Regions from separate parts of the Sus scrofa genome. Here region 1 is linked to region 2. Evidence: chromatin contacts called from public Hi-C data. All regions are on one chromosome and are shown on one strand. Each heading gives the region's core, a stretch centred on a gene start, on an enhancer-like site or on the middle of the called end of the contact. The rest is flanking DNA. Distances are from core to core; before and after follow the strand shown. Region 1 holds the start of GATAD2A (transcriptional repressor p66-alpha). Region 2 overlaps GATAD2A (transcriptional repressor p66-alpha).

The links. A called contact is a pair of places that touch in the nucleus more often than the background predicts.
Region 1: a contact with region 2 is called in a Hi-C map of skeletal muscle, with 2.0 times the contacts expected there. The contact joins the promoter of GATAD2A here to the enhancer-like site in region 2. A contact is called at or near these places in 5 of 47 Hi-C or Micro-C datasets (embryonic fibroblasts, epiblast stem cells, fetal heart ventricle and 1 more) and 2 of 2 datasets of contacts at active chromatin or transcription factors (alveolar macrophages and skeletal muscle).

What each region holds. Positions count from the first base shown.
Region 1 is chr2:58,513,667-58,519,609 of Sscrofa11.1, reverse strand. It overlaps GATAD2A (transcriptional repressor p66-alpha), which reads left to right and starts at 2,302. Exons shown (of 13, transcript XM_021083423.1): 1 at 2,302-2,618.
Region 2 is chr2:58,456,553-58,462,534 of Sscrofa11.1, reverse strand. GATAD2A (transcriptional repressor p66-alpha) reads left to right here. Exons shown (of 13, transcript XM_021083423.1): 3 at 5,405-5,673. Among named protein-coding and RNA genes, the nearest start is that of TSSK6, 48 kb to the right of the region's middle. Within about 2 kb of position 1,739, at least 51 of the 83 cell types and tissues checked have an H3K27ac peak or open chromatin away from gene starts, as enhancers often do. A contact at or near this core is called in alveolar macrophages, embryonic fibroblasts and skeletal muscle, where this site is marked.

The DNA.
Region 1 (5,943 bases), core at 1,053-3,552, 57 kb before region 2:
AGTCCTCAGTGCAACCTTTGGAGACAGGTGTTCTCATTTCTGATATAGCTGGGGAAAGTAATCTAGCTAGCGAGTTGCAGGCGTGGGTTCGAACCCAGTTCTGCCAACCACCAAAGTCCAAGTATTTATTGTCCACCCAGATCACCTTAGACATTTGCAGAATATGGTAAGTGCTACAGCAGAAGAGCAAACAAGGCCCTCTGGGAACACGGTGTCTTTATGTTTCCAGTGACTTTCTTCTCTAGCCAAGGACTCAGTCAGCCTTACCATTTGGGTCCAGGCTGAGCTCATTCAGGGAGTCAAGCCCCACAGGGCTCTCTGCCAACCTCCCATCACTCTGACTCTCAGAATTTACTTTTTACTTTTCTTCCAGGAATGTCAGCCCATTTGTAACAATAACAATAATCCTTTCTACATGGGTACCCTGCTTCAAGGTTTACAAAGCACTTTCACATCCATTATCTCATTTAATTACTTCCTCCTCTACATTCCTACAACATATTCCTGGTGTCTCTTTAGTATAACAGTCTGCCTTGTCTAATAGGCCTGTTTCCCTTCATTGCGTTCATCTTGGCTTAAAAGTTCCATCCTATAATTCAGACATCTCAGCATCTTACACACTTCTGTGCAGAAAGTGGGGGCAATAAAAGTTTTGCCATATTGAATCCTTAGAGTATTGTGGATCTTTCTCATTGCCGCTTTCTTCACCTTTGAATCAATGGACATTTATTTGATTGCTTACAAAGGGCATAACTTAGGTTCTTTGGGGGGTAAGTCAGGGGAGGAGTTCAGACAAACTGGGAGAAGACAGAAGTAGGCCATGGGTTCATGTGACATCAGAGTCTGGGTGACTGCTTCGTTTTGTCTGGGGATAGGTGGCAGGCAAGAATGCTTTTTGGAAGGGCCCCACCCAGGAGAGAAGGAAAGTGGGGCTGAAGAGCCTGACAGGGGACAGAATTAGGAAGAGCCACAGATTTGACCCTTGGGGAAGAGTGGACAGCTGCTTGGAAAAAATCCCCCCCCAAAAAAAGAGGGCTAAATGGGTAACTCTTCTAGGACAGAAGGGTCAAACGGTTGCACTTCTTAGGAAAAGAGAAACTCCTGCAACACTCAAATATTGCTTTGAAAAAGTGCAGGGACCGCAACCGCCTGGCAATTCTTGAGTAAAAAGGGTGAGGGACCACAAGTCTCCTGCAATTCCTCTCTGCAGAGAGAAAGTGTGCTTTAAGTCCCAAATTTCTCCTTGTCAGAGGAGGGACTTACAGGTTAGGAATTTCCCAAGGTATCTTCAGAAATGAAGGCCAGGGACATGCGGCCCCCACCGCCCCTCAGATCACAGAGGGAGAAGGCCCCCACTAGGGCTCACAAAAGAGGCAGGGTATGTTCCCCAAATACTCTCCAGCAAAGGCAGTGGGTCCTGAGGTCCCTCAAGTTCTCCTCAGTAAAGGACAGGGGCGCTAATCTCGAGAAGTTTTCTTAGAACAGAGAGCTGGGGTCCCGACTGTACAGAATCATTCTTATCCTGGCAACTCTCCTCAGAAAAATGGGCAGGGCAAGAATCGCTAAAACTCTTCTCAGAAGGGGCGAGGGCTAAGATTCTTGCAGGTTCCCCTCAGAACGCAGGCTAGGGGCAAGAATCCGTAACAGTCTCCTCAGAATAGGGTCGAGCCCGTGACTCTAACCTGAAAAGAACCCAGAGGCAATGAAACCCCTCGGGAACAAGGCAGGGCCACAGCTCGCCCAGTGTCCTCGGAGCGCGCCTCCTGCTGCCCCGCCCACCGTAACCGCCCCACGCCCGCCCGGCCCAGGCCGCCTCCGGTGCATTGTGGGTGGGGCGCCCCTGCTGAGCACTGCGGGGAACCCCCTGTCCAGTCAGTTGTTGGCCGCCAGGCATCCCCACGGAACCCCCCTCCAGTGTCCGAGCGAGCTGGCCACGGATTGACGCGTCCCCTAGACCCCGCCTCTTGCGGTGCTCCGACCCTGAAGCTAAAGCCCCGCCCCCGCAGCGCCCTGACTGGACCTGAGTCCGGATCCACTCTCCCATTGGTAGACCACATGTCGGTCATCTCATCCCGCCTCTCCAGGCCCGCCCAGGCCCCCGGCGCGATCCCGAGGGCCAGCCGGCCCGCGCGATCATTGGCCGCAAGGCGCTGTCCGTCATGAAGCTGGCCACGCCCTCTCTGGGGCGCGGATCCCGGGAACCCTAGCCGGACCTCATTGGCCTGAGGCGCCGCCACTCGGTGAGACGCGCCTCAACCCGGAAGTGTGCGAGACGAAATCTGCCTAGCAACCGGGGAAGCCGGGCGGCGAAGCGGGCAATTTCAGTGTGAGACTGAGCGGCGAGACGGAGCGGCGGCTCCGAGCGCGGCGCGGCGGCTCCTCCCGCCCGGGGTCAGCGCCCCGGCGCGCGCACGCGCACCCCCGCCGCCCGAACGCGCCCCGCGCCGCCCGCGCAGTCCGTCGGTCGACCGTCCGTCGTCTTGTCGCCGCCGCCGTCGCCGCCGCGGGCGCCACCTGAGGGAGCTGCCGCACGGGACCTGAGCCGACCGGACCCGACCCTGCCACCCGAGGCCCCCCGGGACCCCAGCAGTCGCCCGCAGAGGCGCCGAGCAACTTCGGTGAGTGAGGGGCCGGCGTCGCTGCTGGCGGGTCCCCGGCTTCCGGTGCCCGGGGCTTCTCTGGGGCTTCCGCTTCTTCGAGGGGGCCTCTTCCATTGCGTGGACCCCCTTGTCTGAGGGGACCCGCTTCTCTGAGGGACCCCGCCTCTTGAGAGGATCCTCCCTTCCCTGAGGATCCCCTGTCTCTTTGAGGGAACCTCCTGCTTCGCTGGGGAGCCCCTTCTCTGAGGACCGGAGCTGTCTGAGACTCCCCCTCCCAGCTTCTTAAAGGGGACCCCTGCTTGTCCGAGGGGTTGCTTTCTCCGAGTGACCTCCTGCCTTTCTGGGACCCCCTGTCATAGGCGATCCCCTGCTTCCCTGACGGACCCCTACCTCTCTCAGGAGACATCTTTGCTTCTAGGGGACCCTCCCCCTGAATTCTCTGGGGGATCCCCACCTCTCTGAGGAGATCCCTGCTTCTGTGAGATATTGTCCCACTGTTCTGTGTTTTTTTTTGCCCTTGATGTTTTGTGGTGTCTCTCACTTTTCATAGGTCCCCCTTGCCCCCTACCTTTCTGCGATGCTCTCCTGGCTTTTCTGTTCCCGCTTCTTTGGGTGACACCCTCCTTTTCTCAAGTGTCCCCCAACTAATCTGAAGTGTTCCTGCTTCTGTCAGAATCCTTCTTGGAGGTGTTCCCCACTTTTCTGAACTGTTCTCACTTTGGATGGGACCCCTTACTTTTTTTTTTGCTTTTTAGAGCCGCATCCGTGGCATATGGAGGTTCCCAGGCTAGGGGTCAAATCTGAGCTACAGCTCCAGGCCTACACTACAGCCACAGCAATGCCAGATCCTTAAGCAACTGAGTGAGGCCAGGGATCGAACCTTCAACCTCATGGTACCTTCAGATTCTTTTCCCCCGCACCACCACGGGAACTCTGGGACCCCTTAGTTTTTGATAAATACTTCCATTTTCCTGAAGCCCCCCCACCCAAGGCCCATACATCTGATTGGATCCTTATTTGTCTGAGGAAATGTTCCTCATTTTTCCAAAATCATTTCCTTTCTGGGGATCACTTTCTAATCTGTGGATGCCATGATGTTTGGAGGAGTCCCTGGCTTCTTCAGAGGTTCCCCACCTAATTCGAAATGTTCCATTCCTACAGCTCTTCACTTCTCTGAAATATGCCTCCACTTTTCCAAGATATCTCCTCTCTGATGGAAGACACAGTGGATTTCTTCACTTCTCTGAAGGGTCCCCCTGCATTCCCAGGCATTTCCCCTCCTACTTGCCTGAGGACATTCCCCCTTTCCTGAGGTTTCTCTCCCCATTCGCTAAGGGAGAAACTCTTCCCTCATTTCTCCTTGGAGTCCTAACTTCAGGGTTCCACAATTTCTGTACCCATTTCTCTCCGTTCTGGAAGGAGAGGATCAGAAATGCCCCCCCCCCCCAATCTTCTTTGTCTCTAGATTAGGGGTATTCTCTGAACTCTTACCTCCTCAGGGACCTGGAAGATTTTGTGGCTGGAAGGGAAATCAGGAGACAGGCAGAAAACACTGTTTTCCCTCATCATTTAAGACCTGCTAGATTTGGGGGAGCAGGAGCTGTTGCTAAATAGCAATCTTGGTTATTACTCTGTTTTTGAGCCATGGGGAACCACAGTGTTGTCAGGCCATTGTAGAGGCAGGAGGGACAGGGCTGGAGTATCATTAACAACTACCCCCCCACCCCCACCCCGGCCCCTGCCCCTGCCCGCTCCGCTGCCCACTATCACATTTTCAAGTTGTGGGACAGATCTACTTCCTGTCCCATCCCTCAGTCCTCCCTCTGCATAGGGTAACTCACCTTTCCCACCCCCTTATCCCCCAAAAAGGAGACGAAAACCCTTCCTTCAGGTATTCCTGCTGTGTCTTCTCTTCCTAGGCCCGTTGATTTACCCCTTGATCTCTGGAGAATCCTTGTTTGTGGGCCACTCTGGTTTGAAAGGCAGGGCAAGAAGCAGGAAATGGGTCACCTTAGATCCAGGAAGAGTGGAAGGGAGGCAAGGAACAGGGGATTTGAATTCATTTTTCTAAGTTTGGGGTGACTTCAGCCTGGCCCAAAGGAAGTTTTTACATGGCTTTTACAAATCTCATGTGTACTTTTTTTTAATGGCCCACCCTGAATTCCAAGTTCACTCCAGTAGCTAATTTTATCTGTTTTGCCAAACGCAGAGCTCTCTGGAGCCCAAGTAGATGAATGCTGGCATTGAGAGATGGTCCAAAGGACAGGAATGAACTCAGTTTGAAACCTGAGTAACTTGTAACCACTTCGTGTCCACGCACAAGTCTCAGGCTAAAAACGTGGAGAGAACGTTCTTGGAGCAGAGTTCTGAAATACAGCCTGAACTTCTGTTCAATTTAGCGTTTCAACAAGTTCTTCCCTTTGACTCTGCTAGAACTGCAGTTCACTTTACAGTTTGACTTAAGGCTGTCTCTCTCCTGTTCATTTCCATCTGGGTCTTGCTTAATTTGAGTTCTTTGTGAAGACTCCCGCCGAGGCTATAATTTGAGTTCTAAATCTGTCGGTGGACCATGTGGACACAAGTTTCAACTCGAGCTATTTTCTTCTGTGGAGAAGCATTTGGAGAGTTTCCTGGGCCCTCTGCTCCTGGGGTAGTCAAGTCCAGGCAGGAAGCTGTTGCAGACCTGGTTGCTCCTCTGCTGCCTCTTCCTGGTCAACTGAAGGCACTGCCCTGAGGGGCAGGGGAAAGATGATGGGGAGCTCAGGGCTTAAGGTGCCCTGAGACAGGGCAGAGAAGTGTTGGCGCATATTTGTTATTTGAATGAAACCCATAGGACCAGAAAGATGAGCTGTTAGGGAAGGGGGAGCTTTGAAGTCAGAAGGACCTGATTCAAATTCTGGGTCTGTCATTCCTAGTTGTGTGGCCTTGGATAAGTTACGGCACAAGATTGGCATGTTATAAAATATTTGATGGCATGTTAGAAAATATTCATCTCTGTGAATGTGTGTGAAGTTGCCTACAGTTGGGAGGTGCTTCCTAGATGTGTGAATGAATGAATCTGAGATAATGAACAGGAGGCAGCCAGCACAGGACCTAGTACATGATTGGCGTACAATAAAGGGCGGTTGCTGTGCTCAGGAGATTAGGGTTCTGGCCTGGACTCCCAGGCCAGGAAGCACTTGACATTTTGCCAAGGCTAAATATGCCTGAAGAACAAAGAGAAAGAAACTTGGTTTGTCTCTTGCAAAACCCACTGCCCACCTGGGTCTAGCAGCATTTTTATGTGTTCATATAGCAGATATAAGATGGATTTGCGGAGTCCCTGTTGTGTGGCTCAGCAGTT
Region 2 (5,982 bases), core at 490-2,989:
CTAACTTGGGGACCACCAGAGCCTGGAGTCTTTTCTGTGCCGTGCCACTACTTTGGGGGTACTCTGGTGGTGGGCACCTAGCTGCAGGCTGATAGAGCTCTGCCAGTGGTTAGTGAGTCTGGCTTCTGGACCCTGTTGTCACTCAACTCTGCATTAGTTGCTTCACAGGCCCTTCATTCCATGCCACCCTGCCCAGTGTATAGGCCTCTACCTGTCAGCAGACACTCTTAAAGCCTCTCTGCATTCCAAACTATTCCACTCCCACTCCCAGCGTTCTTCCCCCAGATCTGCTCCTTCCCCATCTCAGAGAGTCAATTCCGTTTTTCCAGTTGCTCACACAAAAACAATCAAAGCAACCCTTTCTCACCTCACATCCAGCTGTTTGTATGTTGCGTTGTCTGTATCTTCTAAAATACACCCAGCATTTGGTCATGTCTCTTCTCTGCTCTATCCCCTTCCTATCCTGAGCCACAGAAGTACCCTGTCTGTTCCCCCTGCTACCCTCTACCCCAGTGTGTCCCCAAGTCAGCCACGTGATTCTTTACAACAAATCGGTCCCACCCCTACCCTCAACACACCCCCGCCACCCTCTCTGCTCCACTTGAGGTCACTCTACACTCAGCGCCCTCCTTCTTACCCCTCCTCATACTCACTTCCTTCTTTGGGCTCTGGAAAAAGCACTCCTCATTGTTGACTTTTCAGAGCGTTGGTTCTGTTATTTTTCCCAAGCACCTATTCTTAAGCCCCTTTTTCTTCATGCCTGAAATAGGAGTATTACTAGTAGTGTTCCTGCTGGCATGTTAATAACAGTATAGTATAAATGGCATTTCCTAGTACAGAGAGTATTAATAGCAATCTCAGGGTTTTGGCTCTGACTTATACCTAGTTTCTCTCTCTCTCCTTTGAATCATCAAGAGATGATTTACCTGGCCTGTGTGGGGAGTATTGGCCTCCCAGGTCCTGTTTTAAAAAGATTGGTTCATACCACAGCGTAGTTCACCCTTTTGGAGTTGTTTTAGAACAGATTTTCTTTCTTTTTTTTTTTGCTATTTCTTGGGCCACTTCCGCGGCATATGGAGATTCCCAGGCTAGGGGTCTAATTGGAGCCATAGCCACCAGCCTACGCCAGAACCACAGCAACGCGGGATCCGAGCCACATCTGCAACCTACACCACAGCTCACGGCAACGCCGGATCGTTAACCCACTGAGCAAGGGCAGGGACCAACCCTCAACCTCATGGTTCCTAGTCGGATTCGTTAACCACTGCGCCACGACGGGAACTCCAGAACAGATTTTCTGACCTGAGGTTCTCAGGCCAGTTAGAAAGTGACATCTTTACTAAAATAAAGCATGTTTTGGTAGAAGCAATTGAAATTTACATCTGACCGAAAGCACTGTGATAGCATTCTGCCTGGGACTTGGTAACCCCATCATCCTGGGATTGGTCTGGGCTGTGTGCTTGTGAACCCTACGTTCTCAGGCCTGAGGAAGACTCGGGCTTCATCCTGCCTCCCTAGCCACGTTGCATTTGGAGAGAGTGAGAAGGAGGGTCTGAGGCCACCTGGGATCTAACCTTGCTTCCCATATAAGCAGCCTGTGCCTCTGGCGGCTTTACAGCCCTGCTGGCTGCATCTTTGCATTTTTACAGTGGGCTTGGTGCTGTCAGGACAGAGTCTGTCCCTGCACTCAGTAGCCGTCTAGAGATCCTGCCTTGTTGAGGGGGTGCTGCTCTCTCTGAGCCAGCAGTTCCTCCTTGGGCCTCTGGTGGAACTTAGGCTGTTGCTGCTGCTATCCCTTCATTTTTCTCCCCTCACTTGCCAGCAGTTTTGAAGCAGATCCTAATTTGCTAGTTGGGATAATCCAAGCTCTTCACTTGCTCTTTAGAAAGTATTCAAATGCACCTCCTCAATGCTTTTTGCAGAAATTGTCACTTTTGCTTCATTCCTGGGTCATAGTTCATTCCTCAAGGCTAGTTTCTTCCTGACAGCTTTTTTTCCCTGTCCCTGCCCTCTTTGCCTGCAGGGCGGTGGCAGACAGCCCTAACATGCTTGGTTGGGGCACTAGTCCTTCCTGCTGAGAGAAGGGAGGAGCCACTCCTTACCAACACCTGCCCTTCCCAGGAGGAATCGCCTGGCGGTGCCAGGGATTGGCCAGTGGCAGGCCCCATGTGGGCACTGAGGCAACTGCCTTCTCTTGGAGGAGGCTTCACCCAAGGAGGCGCCTTCCCCCCACAGCTGGCCCCGCCCCCTCCAGCTGTGCTTGTCCTTCGTGTGGTGGGGGAGGGGTGCAGCAGCTACCCCCACCGCAGCAGCCCGCCTGCCAGAGGCACTGGGCGTGCCTGGGGTTGGCGGAGTTCCAGCCCCTCAGCTTCAGAGTGAGCTGCTCTAACAGTGCACACAGCACCAGCAGGCTGTCTCCTAGGTCTTCTGGTGGGGACCCAGATCAGAACCAGAGTGCCCCTGTGGCCTATAGTGGCAGCTGGGGCTGGAGGGAATAGCCCTGTGGATATGAGGCTCCACTCTCGCCCCTTATGATCTGCTTGTCCTACACCAGTGACGATGAAGTGAGGTCACTTGGGCACTGACTCACTGGTCTGATGACCTGATGTGCAGAGACCTCCTTGTCAGCCCCCTGTTATCCATGTGGGCAGTTGGGAGGAAGGGATGACTTAATGCAGTCTGGGGTTCAGTGAGTCTGGGCTTACAAGGCTGGGGGCCGTGCTGGCTCTGGGGGTGTGGGGCCTGCCTGGCTGGAGCAGAGGTGGAATGGGAAAGCATTGAGGGGAAGTCTGAGTGCAGTATTGGGGAGGATGCATTCTCCCTATTCACCTCAGACTCCCTGCCTCACCAGGCCAGACTGGGAGGTTCTCCCTTAGGGGCAGAATTTCCACTGACTCCAGTGGAGTTCCTCCTTGCCAGAGGTCCTGATCTCCTCTTGTCTTTTATTCCCAATTGACTCCTTGATCCTGGGAATGCAGGTACCTACAATCCACTGCAGGTACCTACAATCCACTGTGGCCGCTGAAATCACTGCATTCAATTCCCCCAACATTCGAGGCGCTCCTGTTGTTCAGGCAGTGCCCAAAGGAAAAGTGATCCACCCTCCCACAGTGAGGGAGAGGAGGGGAGGGCGATCGGCATTCAGGGCAGTGACTTGGCCTGTAGCTCATGAGGAGACAGGACAGATGGACTCAGTAAGCAGGCTGATAGCATTTGTGGTAAAGGCATGTTGGAGAAGGACAGAAACTAGAACTTTATGTATTTTTGTCTTTTTGTCTCTTCTAGGGCCGCTCCTGCGGCATATGGAGGTTCCCAGGCTAGGGGTCGAATCAGAGCTGCAGCCACCGGCTTATGCCAGAGCCCCAGCAACACGGGATCCGAGCCTCTTCTGCAACCTACATACACCACAGCTCATGGCAACGCCAGATCCTTAACCCACTGAGCAAGGCCAGGGATCGAACCCGAAACCTCATGGTTCCTAGTCGGATTCGTTAACCACTGCACCACGACGGGAACTCCAGAAACTAGAACTTTAGTCTAAGAAGGGCATGGGAGCATCCCTTGCTTCCTTCTGAGGCAACAAGGAGACCCAGATGAGAACTGTAGTGCATGGGGTGGGGCTGGGGCTGGGGAGATCTTGGTGAGAGCAGAGGGATAGAGGGATGGCTGAGGGCTGAGGTGTGGTACAGGAGAGGGGGCAGATGGAGGCCAAGTTGGTATCCTGTGCCTTTGAGCTTTAAAGTTCTCAAGTCTTGCCTGGAATGGTGAGCACCCTGGGGAGTGGCATGGCTATGGGAAAACCTGTTTGATTCAACTCTTTTGGACCCCATACGAGCAGATGTCTGAGTGCCCAGGCTGGGCCATGTTGGCCTAACGTGTCAGACAGCCACTCTGCCTTCTATGCCAGTAGCAGGAATCAGCTGTCACTTTCTGTCCTTTTGGTCTGAGTCCAAGGCAAGGGCCCTGCACTGTTGCTCATTTGTGAAATTGGTTCCTTTAAGAAGGTTGCAAATGAGTCATCTCGGGAGTGTGTCCCACATATGGTGAAGTGGACCTTTCATTACTCTGTGTTCTCCACAGTCTCCCAGAAAGCGGGCTCTGAGACTGGTCTGCCTGATCCTTCCCAAGACAGGCTCCCTAGGGTATTTACTGGGGAGGCTGCTCTGCCTGCTTAGACACAGAGCTGAGAGGTCTTCAGTATAGGCACGCTATGGGTGTGAATTGGGATTCTGAGGGGCTCAAATAGTGTACTCCTCCCTGGACCTCATGTTGGTAGATGTGGGCAGATTGTACTATGGAGAACTGGTACCCAGGGACTTCAGGAGCCTGGCAGCTAAATTCTCTTTTTGTCCTCTGATGAATGCTCATGGCTTTTTAGACCCTGACTGTTGAAGTCTGGCTTCACATGTCCTGTCCCGTTGGGACATCAAGGCTGGGCTCTGAGCGGCCCCTTTAAGAGGGAGTACCTGTGTACCAGACTCCGTTGTAGAATGCCAGCAGTCTCTCTGCAGACAGACAACACTGCAGTCTTCCCTCCTGTCTCCGTGAGGGTTAACAACACTTCAGCTTGTTGTCTGGAACCGGTTCAGACCGGTTTTCTGGAAAGTGCTTTGTCTCTCAGACTGAATCCTGGGAAGGGTCATGTGGAGCCCAGTGATGTCATGGGATCAAAAACTGACTCAGCTTTTTTTTTTTTTTTTTTTTTTTTTTTTTCTTTTCGTCTTTTCTTTCTTCTTTAAATTAAGATATGTATATGCTGCAGGTACAGGGTACTGGCATAGTGATGGGCCAGTCCTCACTCCATTCAGAGTTTACCTCCTCGGCAGTCAAGGGGTTAAATGTGGCCCTGTTCTCCTCCCCCCCCCCCCCCCAAGGTGAGCAGGGAATGAGAAGGCCTCTCTTCAATGAAGGGGAGAAGGGTCAAACTATATCAGCACAGTGCAGGGCTGGATCCGGGCTGTGACTCTGCTCCAGGAACAGTGTGGTCCCTGTTTCCTGGATCCCAGATACCGCCAATCCAGTGTAGGTACCCAGGATGCCATTGGCAGGGAGTTCATCTAGAACCGTTTTCTTCTGTTTGCTCTTGAGTTTGGAGCAGGAATTTCCCCAGTCTTTTTGATAAGCATCTAGTTCCTGTATAGATCCCTGCAGAGGTCTCTGGCTCCAGGCAGGGCAGTGCATAACTTGGCTTGCCAGTTGCTGTGTGTTCCTTTCCTAGCTTTCCCCAAGGCAGTGAGGAAATGTTCTGGGAGTGTTTGGGGGGAGCCCTTCATTTGTGGTGCCTACTTCTGTCATTGTCACATGGGGAGGAAAACACTCTAAGTTGACACTATGAAAAGTTTGTAAGAAAGTAGCAACTTTCTTGTACCAAGTTTAAATGTCACATTTTCTCCTTCCCCTAAAGTTCAGAATGACTGAAGAAGCATGCCGAACACGGAGTCAGAAACGAGCGCTTGAACGAGACCCAGCAGAGGATGATGTGGAGAGCAAGAAAATAAAAATGGAGAGAGGAGTGTTGCCTTCAGATTTAAATGCTGACGGAGACATGAGAGTGACACCTGAGCCAGGAGCAGCCCCAGCCCAAGGATTGCTGAGGGGGACAGAGGCAGTGGCCGTGGGCAGAGGCGAAGGGCAGGTGGCTGATGGACCCGTGGACATGCGAACCTCGAACAGGTGAGCAGGAGGGGCCAGAAATGTCAGGTACAGGCCTGGGTGTGAGGAGGTGGGGGTGAAGCTGTCACCAGGCCTGCAAGAAGCAGCTTTTGGTTGGTTGTCATGGAGATGGCTGTGGGCTCCAGCCCTGGCACCTCCCTGACTGTCCGGCCAAGGGACCTCCCTCTTGGGGCCCTGGGGCCCAGGCATCTGTAGTATAGAATGTGGGTCTCACAGGATGGGAGCAATGGTATCCTCTGGTTCCTCTGCTTGGCAGCAGGTCTTCACCAAACTTGTCCCTGCTGTCCAACTCAAAGCTTTTGGTTTGTA